Linked DNA regions of Mus musculus: regions 1 and 3 are each linked to region 2. Evidence: chromatin contacts called from public HiChIP or PLAC-seq data. All regions are on one chromosome and are shown on one strand. The core of a region is the stretch at or near the end of the contact, and the rest is flanking DNA. Distances in the headings are between cores, read along the strand shown. Region 1 has its middle 190 kb from the start of Gm32171. Region 2 holds the start of Kirrel3 (kirre like nephrin family adhesion molecule 3). Region 3 holds the start of Fli1 (Friend leukemia integration 1).

Region 1 (2,905 bases), core at 97-2,596, 1.0 Mb after region 2:
TCATTATTATCAGAACTTCTAAATAATCATTTACATGTTTTGTTTTTTAATCTATTTATTTTTCGTGAAGAGTCTTATTCTAATTGCATAATGAGGGTCTGGATATTTTCTGAATACCCTGAATTATACTCCCCCCACACACACACACACTTGTTGGCAATCAGGCACCTCCATGGTCACCCCAGGGACTAGGCAACAACAAGATAAGTCATCAACTTGCTGCCCAGAGGTGAGACATTCCCATTCCCCGACCCTCCCCCCCTGCACATGCACCTCATCCCTGATAAAAGGCCACTCTCCCCACTCCCCCCCCACCCCACCCTTCCCCTGCTGCTTCCCTTCTTTGCTTCCTCCTCCCAGAGGCAGCCTCTTTTAATAAACCTGTTGCCTGGTGTGATTTTGCCAGTTAGATCCAACACCCCCCCCCCCCCCCCGCACACATCCCTGTTCTCATGTAGGCAATATCTTGAGAATAAATACAATCAACACTGGAAGTACGAAAAAGGAAAACCTAGCCTTGGGTTAATCTTTTTGTAAGTAATCCACGCACCTGAAATTAATATCCAGCCATACAATCTTAGCTACCTTGAAAAAGAGATAACTTCAAAGAAGACTGAACCTCAACTGAAGTAACAGTTCCAACAACTTGAAAGCCTCCGTATTAGTTAAAAAACAAGAAGTTCTTGCAATCCACTCATTTCTCCATTCTCTCCCTCATTCATCTGTCAGTTCGTCCTGTGGCGAGTCAGTATTCATTCATTCGGCAGAATTCATGGTGAGCATTGCTGTATCTGAGGATCTGGGCAGAGTACAGAGAAAATGAGAAAGCAACACACCAGTTATCCTGCCTTGGTGAAGCGGCATGGCTCACCTACTGAGCTTGTTAAAACGGGGCTTCTGGGCTGTGGATCAAGGTTGGAACATAGATGTGCACTCTAATAAGCGTCCTCGGAGAATGTAAAAGAAAAGAGCTCCTAGACTTGTCTTTGAGCATGTGTGGGGACAGAACCATCCTAAATATTAGCATAGAAGAGGATAAAGGAATACATGACACTGGGTAAAGGCATCCTTCACATTGAAGTCCTTATGGCCATCAAGGCTAGAGGTGGTCCTGATGTAGGGACTTGTGCTCTAGCAGGAAGGTTCTCTGGGTCCCCAGGAATGTGTGGGAAATGAACTCAAGTAAGTTACAGCTGTGAGGAGTATGCATCACAAAACCACCAGCTACACACTAATAGCATAAACTGCTATAGCAGAGATGGCAGCTACAGCTAAACAAACCAACCAGATGCTCAGATGGCGCTACCATTTGAAATGCACCTCCCACCCACTCACTGATTTTTGGCAGCTCACTGTGGAGCAACCACCAGAAAGGCATTGAAGGGAACAATGGTCCCCAGAGCTCAGCAGGGATCAGTTACCTCTGAAGCTTGTTAAATCTCTTTTCAGGCCCATCTGTTAGCATTTCTTCTAGGCTCTGACCAACAGTTCTATCTCCTACCCCTCTCTCTCCATGTGTTCCTGGCTGGCCCCTCCCCTCCTCCTCCTCCTCCTCCTCCTCCTCCTCCTCCTCCTCCTCCTCCTCTCCCTCCCCTCTCCTTCTCCCTCCCCCCCTCCCCCTCCCCCCCTCCTCCTCTCCCTCTCCCTCCCCCCCTCCCCCTCCCCCTCCCCCTCTCCTGCTCCCCTCTCCCTCTCCCCTCTCTCTCTCCCCTCTCTCTCTCCCCTCTCTCTCTCCTGTCTCTAAATCCTTCTCAATTCCCCTCTCCTTCCCATCCAGTCTCCAAATAAACTCTATTCCTTACTATACAAGGAAAGCGATGGCTCAGCATGGACCCATCGAGGCGCCCGCCCCGCCCCGCCCCCACGCACACCACACACACACACACACACACACACACACACACACACACCTCACTATACCTGCCACTGCAAAACTTATCCTGGCCCTCTTTCCCCTCCTTGCAAGCATTTCAACAAATGGGCCTATGAAGGGATCTGGAAGCTGTGTTCCTAACCAGTCCCCAGGTGGTTCTTACTGCTTGTCTGAGTCCCAAAGATGGAGAATCTTTGAACTACTGTGCCTAGGGAGTGATTTACTTAAACAGAGATGACCTCAAAGGATTTCTGTCCCATGCTGTCTGTAGAAAAGATCCCAACCTCCAACACAGAAGACATCTAATCTGGGACCACCACTTGCAAATAAAATAAAAATTGCTTTCTGTCTGCAAAAATGGAATTGCTGCTTTCAGTGAGGACGGGCAATGGTGAAATTATAAAACCAACAGTTCTTCCATTTATTTTCCCCTTTTCAGCAGGAAAACCTACAGACTGGGAGCTATTTTATCAACATGTGGGGCTCTGTGAAGTAAACTGTTAAGTTTGTCTGCTTTCTACGTGCTTCTCCCAATTTTCAGTTACAAAGCAAAACGATCATAAAAACCTAATATTGACTCACTTTATATTGCAACTAAATATTTGTATTCCCCCACTTATAAAACTAACATATGCACATTCTAATTTGGGATATGTAAAAAGCTACCAATGAGCTGTGGTTTTAAGTATTTGATTATTTCAAGGGTATTCCCTAAATATAGCATTATATTTTAAGAATTTTCTCTTTGGTCATTAAAATCTTTCTGATAGATAAAAGGAATTTATGCAAAAGATGAATAATGGGAAGATGTAACTGGTTTAAAAAATAGCTGTATGTGAGAATTAGGAGACCAGGTAAAGTTGTAGGGGGAAATTAGCTTTTATTTAATCAAGTTCTACAACAAGAAATGCAGAGATGGAAACACAGAGTGTAATTTCCAAGAGGAAAGTTGCCCTAAGCTCTCTCCGAAGCATGAACAATTACACTTTATCCAGCTACAACTCCCAGGTGAATTAATAAATGAATCTCTCT
Region 2 (2,956 bases), core at 85-2,584:
CTGCCTCAGATGGCAGAGGTGGCACTGCCATTCCAAAAGAGTGGGACGGAATGGGTTGACTTGGCTCTTTCAGTCTTAATTCCACAGGTGACTGTTGATGCCTTTAGCTAAGTAGGCGCGTGCTTAGTCCTCCCTCCACCATGACCCACCCCATGACTCTCAGTGGCAAGGATCCCAGAGGTAGCAAAGTTCTTTCTGGAGAGTCCACCTGCTAGGATTGCAGAAAGGAAGCAATCGGCACCAGGGGCGAAATTCCATTTCATACACCTAATCCAGTGCTTGGTAGGATTCAGAATTCAGCCTTGCTCAGGGAAATGGGTGACATTCAATGTAACTCTTTACAAGCGTTCTTTTCCCCAGCCACTGTAAATACCCGCCTCAGAACCTTCCCTAATCGCATCCCTTTCTGCAACTGTGCAGACCTCGCACATTTGCTTTAAACACACCCGGGCAAGTTAGACCTTACTGAAACTGAAATCTCCACCTACGCCAGGCTCCCCTTTTCCAACCTGGCTAGAAAGGCGAGCAGGCACCCAGAAGTTCCGAATGGCCTAGCCACACGGATGTTACCTAATTAATATACCGGGTGCATAAAGAACTTACATGCATCGGAGAGTTGGAGTTGGACGTGGACAAGAAAGACGAGAAAGTGCAGCCTCCCCTGTTCTCCCAGCCCCTTCCTTCCGAAGGGAAACCCACAGTTCCATTTTGTAGCATTTGCAAATGCAAAGAAGCAATGCTACTTAACTGCCAATGGGCCGGCACCAAGACCCTCAGCTAGTACGAGTTCCCGAGCCTGTCCACCTCCCAGCTCTCAGCCCTCAGCCCTCAGCCACCCGCGCCCTCCGCTGCCGCCGCCGCCGCCGCCGCCGACTTTGCTCCAACTCCGGCGCGCCGGGTTCCTACCTTGACTGAAGAGGAAGAAGCAGAGGAAGAGCAAATCCAGCTGGAAAGGTCTCATTCCTCAGCGCGCGGGCAGCCGGCGGGCAACTTGGGTGTGCAGTTAGTTTCTCTTCAAGCGCGGCGGCTGGGCTCGCGGTGCTCAGCCTCCGCCGCCGGTCCTCCAGGGTTCGCGCCGACCATCTATCTGTCAGTCGGTCTGTCCCTCCTCTGGTCCGCTTAGGTCTCGTTGTGTCTCCGGGTATCTGCAGGCAGCCGAAACCAAATGCTTGTTTTCAGTCGCCTCGGGAAGCCGGGATCCTTAGCAATGTGCCCACTCGGAGCAGATCCATTCTCTGGTTCTTGGCATCCCAGGCACACGGCTTCCTCTGGCGGGCTCCTCCCACAGCGAGCGAACGAGCTAGCGAGCGGGCGAGCGAGCAAGCGAGTGACGAGTGACAGAAGGGCTCCTTTCACAGAAGCTGGGGCGGGGGGAAGAGGGAGGGGAAACAGGTCATAATTAAAGAGGAAACACTTGGAAAGGGGAACGCTTTGCAAAACGGGAGGGTTGCAGAAAGGCTGTGCTTTTCTTCTTTTCCCTAAACAGGGGGATACTCTGCTTTTGTTACCATTATTGACCAGAACGTATAGTGAGCACCGAGCGGAGCTGTGACTTTCTGTTCACACGATGTAATGTTGTTAAACGGGAGTGAAGTTACCGATGATTAGACTCGTGCACATGCATCAAAATGTGCCTGCCTTGCTGTTGCACTAGGGACTGGCAACTGGGCTAAAAGGTAGTCAGGGGTGCATCTTTCCCCAGCAGGGACTTAGCCAGTGTGTGTAGCCAAGGCTAGGGAGTTGAGATAAGCACAAGCAGGGCAGGCTTTGCATTTGGGGGACTTTCTTGGTGTGTGTGTGTGTGTGTGTGTGTGTGTGTGTGTGTGTGTGTTGTGTGCGTGTGTGATGTGGTGACTGGGGTGATGGTGGTGGTTTGTGTGTATGTGTGTGTGTGGGGGGGGGTAGAGGAGTGGAGGAGGGGGTTGGAATTGATAAGCCCTGGGTGTTTGGATCTTAGTTTGCTTGCACTGCTCCTAGAAAACAAAATGCAGGAGTTAAGAGCGAACGCAGGCAGGTTTGTGACACATACCTATTTATTACTATTATCCCAGTCTGTGTCTCCCCTAACAAGGACAGGCAGCAGTCTGTCTTTGCATTTGAGCCTCTCTCCTCTAATGAGCACTCCATCACTATAAGGATGCCTCTTCTCCAAAAGGTGCTGTGAGTTTGATTGCCAAGGAGAGGCCAAGGTCATAGGCAACAATTTCTTAAAAACCTGCAAGTCTTTTACCTGTCATGAAATCCACACTCAAATCAAACTCCATGTCCTCCATGATAGCAACATGAATTTTTCTAGGTCTATTTACTTGATACACATTTAGGCATGCCATGGGGGAAAGTAAAATTGACCATGCCTCCAGGAGCTTGTGATCCAAAGTGGAAGTTGAGTGCATACAAGACACAAACTCTAAGTATCTTACAAAGCAACACATAAAAATATGCAGTGTTATAGAGAGTGGGTGAAGAGGGACTAAAGGGAGAGATGGGGAAAATGAAAGATGCTTTCTCAATGTGCGTCATTCAACATTCAATTACAAAATCAATCATTACTTTCTGCAGTCTTTGGACCTTAGGGAGTCCTTTTAGGGATCTCTTACCCTTCCATCAGTATTACAGATATGGGGCTTTGCTGACTGCAAGGCACATTCCAACTCTGAGTTTCCACATGGATGTTAAAAAATGTTTCTTAGAATTTATGAACAACAAAGAAGCAGGGACGTATGCATAAGTGTGTACTGGTAGGAGCTGACACCTGGCAGTGACATTCAAGATCTATAAATTAGTAGGTGTATGCTTTCTTGACTTTTCCATTCTTATCATAACAGTTTGTTTAACTACATCTCTTAGAGGCTGTTAAACATATCAAAGGGAAATCTATAAGCATGTGTGTGTGTGTGTGTGTGTGTGTGTGTGTGTGTGTGTGTGTGAAGATGTTGAATAGCAGAGGCAGCCCCAT
Region 3 (2,943 bases), core at 94-2,593, 1.9 Mb after region 2:
TTTATTCGGATCTGCTCTGGAATTTTTCCCCTCTTTTCCCGGGAGGACTCTTAAATAATAGTGAGAAAGTCCACAGCGTGGTCTGAAGAGCGTGGAAAAAGGTAACCTGTTTTCAAAGTCTGGGAGATGGGAGTCAGGCCGCCAGCGCCGATACCCCAGAGAAGCCTTAACAAGAGAGCTCCTGGGTCCAGCAGGGGAGGCGCGGGGGATAGCAGAAAGAACCGAGCCGGTAAAGCGGGCCACGCCGCTGGTTGGGAATGACAGTCCCTAGCTTGGACCCTTAGACTGCCCGTTCTCATCCAAGGTGGGGTCTCTGCTGAGCCGCGGCTCGCCGCGCTCCTGGGTCCTGCTGCGTAGTGTGGAGGGCAAGCTCGCCCTGGTGTCAGTTCCTTGGGGGCTGCGATGGTATTGAAGAACTTGGGCCGTCGGGTCCTGATAGGTGAGAGAATTTAACTCAAAAAGCCTAGGTTGTGGCTGGTCTACCTCCTTAGCGGGCTGTGGAGCCCGGAGTCGAGGCGCGCCAAAGCATGGGCATCTCTCTGCTAACAAAGCTTGAGGTATTGAGCCCTTGACAGGTCAGGTCCGCGGGACCCAGAATTCGCTTTGAGCCTATCCGGAGACCAGCGCTTAGATGCAAAAACTCTCTTCGGCTCCTCTCTTTCTTTCTTTCTTTCTTTCTTTCTTTCTTTCTTTCTTTCTTTCTTTCTTTCTTTCTTCCTTCCTTCCTTCCTTCCTTCCTTCCTTCCTTCCTTCCTTCCTTCCTTTTTAAAAATAGTAGGTTTGCCTTGATCTGCATCCGAATCTCCCCTGGCGGTCAGCATCGCCAGGTTATCCCCTGTTCTAACAAACTCTTCCGCCGTCTTCCTCCCATCCCCAAAAAAGTTTGACTCCGGCTGGAAAAAGCATTAATGAATGTATCTGTGGGAAGAAACGGAAAGTGAATGAGTCAGGAGGGCCACCTTCGGCCAAAGGCCCAAGGGAAAGGAAAGAGGCCAGAGGCGTTTGGCTTTGGATTTGGGGGGAAGGTGATGGGGGAGTTGCAGACTTCAGGAATCAGGGAGCGGATACTGGGCGTGGACCCCGTCATTGTTCCTGGCCAGCTCTTATCTCCCAGGAGCAAGTATCCTGTGTGCGCAGTGCATGAATGTAACTGGGCATCCCGCGTATATTTATATAGCGAGTGATGCGAAAAGCAGGGCGAGGAGAGGACGAGGGGGTGTGGGGGAGGGAAGACAAGAGAGAGCAGAGAGTGGAGAGGGCGAGATGAGAGAGAGAGAGAGAGAGAGAGAGAGAGAGAGAGAGAGAGAGAGAGAGAGAGAGATAGGACTTCCTCCCCGATCGCAAAGTGAAGTCACTTCCCAAAATTAGCTGAAAAAAAGTTTCATCCGGTTAACTGTCTCTTTTTCGATCCGCTACAACAACAAACGTGCACAGGGGAGCGAGGGCAGGGCGCTCGCAGGGGGCACTCAGAGAGGGCCCAGGGCGCCAAAGAGGCCGCGCCGGGCTAATCTGAAGGGGCTACGAGGTCAGGCTGTAACCGGGTCAATGTGTGGAATATTGGGGGGCTCGGCTGCAGACTTGGCCAAATGGACGGGACTATTAAGGTAAGCGGCTGGGCAGTGGGCGCGGGGAGAGGGCCGACCGGGGCGGCGGGAGGGCTGGGCGCCGGGGTCCCGGAAGACGTGGCCGCTCTCCCTTCCTTCCGCGCCCCGGCTTCGCGCGGTCTCCTCCGGGTGGCGAGTCCCCCATTCCGAGGAGGCCGGCCAGCCTTCCCGCCCAGGGCGATCTACCCCTCACTCCTTGCGCCACTGTGGAATCCCGCAGGCTCCCACTGTGCCGCCCGAAGGGGCTGCGAGACCCGGCAGCTGAAACCTGGGGACCCGGGGCGCGGAGCAGAGTCTCGGGCGGGAGATCGCCGGGTCGGTTCCCACCCGGCACCCAGACGACCTGGCCCCGGCGCCAGGCACTAGTCTGGCGGCCAGCTTCCTCACGCCAGAGGCCGAGATCTGCGCGGGCAGGAGCAGCGTTCGCCTCTGGCTGGGGTCCCCCGACCCTCCGAGCGAGTTGGAGGAGTAGTTGCGGGAGGGCAAGGGGTGCAAGGGAGGGTGTCTGAGGATCCGGCTGAGCCGGCGGGTCCAGATGGAAGACCCTGTTTACTTGTCAGCCAGACCGGTTTCTCTTCCCCCCTTCTCACTGCTGCTGCCCGGCAGTTGCGGACGCCGGCTGCCTGGAGCTAACGGGCCCGCCTCGCAGTTCCTCGGGTTAGGAATCTCCTTGCTCTCCGGCTCCTCAGTGCCTCAGATCCCGCACACTGTGCGTGCGCCTGCTTTAGAGCAAGGGATCCAGGAGCTGTCCTCTCAGTAAGAATTAAACTCCTTCAACAGCTGTCCCCCTGCGGTGGCTGGTTCAGAGTCTATGGCCTGGGGCTTGCCGATTGCACCCCCACCCCCACCCGCCACCCGCGCCGGCCCAGCTTGGGTCTAGGTTGCAAAGTGCAGACCAGCAGACCTGTGAGTCTGGGTTCCCTGTCACGCTTCAGAAAGGCCGAGTGCTCCCTCCGAAAGGGGGAAGTAGGGCCAGGAGCAGAGACGAGGGACACCCCCTAACGTGACTAGCCTAAGAGGACTTAGGAGAATGAATGAGAGCAGACGTTAGCTTCAAGGCTGCATATCAAGCAGGAATTGCTCTGGAAAAACTATCAGGCTGGTGAGGTGGGGACTGGCAGAGCCGCCATTCTCCAGAACCCAGAGGAATCCACTTCCCTCTCATGGCTTGATGAAGAGGAGGTGAAGGTGTTGTTGGCTTTAGAGAATTTAACAGATTTTTATCTTCTGGGTGGGGTCAGAGTGTTTTTATTTTCTAAGAGTCTCTTCTCTCTCTCTCTCTCTCTCTCTCTCTCTCTCTCTCTCTCTCTCTCTCCCTCCCTCCCTCCCTCCCTCCCTC

The links. HiChIP or PLAC-seq counts read pairs in DNA pulled down with a chosen protein or histone mark.
Region 1: an H3K4me3 HiChIP or PLAC-seq map of stem cell-derived neural progenitor cells shows a contact between it and region 2, with 8 times the contacts expected there. The contact joins the enhancer-like site here to the promoter of Kirrel3 in region 2. A contact is called at or near these places in 3 of 39 promoter capture datasets (the 3T3-L1 cell line, hippocampal neurons and second pharyngeal arch cranial neural crest) and 3 of 115 datasets of contacts at active chromatin or transcription factors (astrocytes, embryonic forebrain and stem cell-derived neural progenitor cells).
Region 3: an H3K27ac HiChIP or PLAC-seq map of embryonic stem cells shows a contact between it and region 2, with 20 times the contacts expected there. The contact joins the promoter of Fli1 here to the promoter of Kirrel3 in region 2. A contact is called at or near these places in 4 of 39 promoter capture datasets (embryonic stem cells, hippocampal neurons and liver), 8 of 484 Hi-C or Micro-C datasets (embryonic stem cells and epiblasts), 7 of 115 datasets of contacts at active chromatin or transcription factors (astrocytes, craniofacial prominence, embryonic forebrain and 3 more) and 2 of 9 other capture datasets (embryonic stem cells and pancreatic islet).

The regions. Positions count from the first base shown.
Region 1 is chr9:33,444,557-33,447,461 of GRCm38.p6, reverse strand. No RefSeq gene overlaps it. Among named protein-coding and RNA genes, the nearest start is that of Gm32171, 190 kb to the right of the region's middle. Within about 2 kb of position 1,346, at least 4 of the 459 cell types and tissues checked have an H3K27ac peak or open chromatin away from gene starts, as enhancers often do. A contact at or near this core is called in hippocampal neurons and stem cell-derived neural progenitor cells, where this site is marked.
Region 2 is chr9:34,487,109-34,490,064 of GRCm38.p6, reverse strand. Kirrel3 (kirre like nephrin family adhesion molecule 3) reads right to left here and starts at 1,334. Exons shown (of 17, transcript NM_001190911.1): 1 at 907-1,334. The coding sequence starts at 961.
Region 3 is chr9:32,539,852-32,542,794 of GRCm38.p6, reverse strand. It overlaps Fli1 (Friend leukemia integration 1), which reads left to right and starts at 1,343. Exons shown (of 9, transcript NM_008026.5): 1 at 1,343-1,604. The coding sequence starts at 1,587.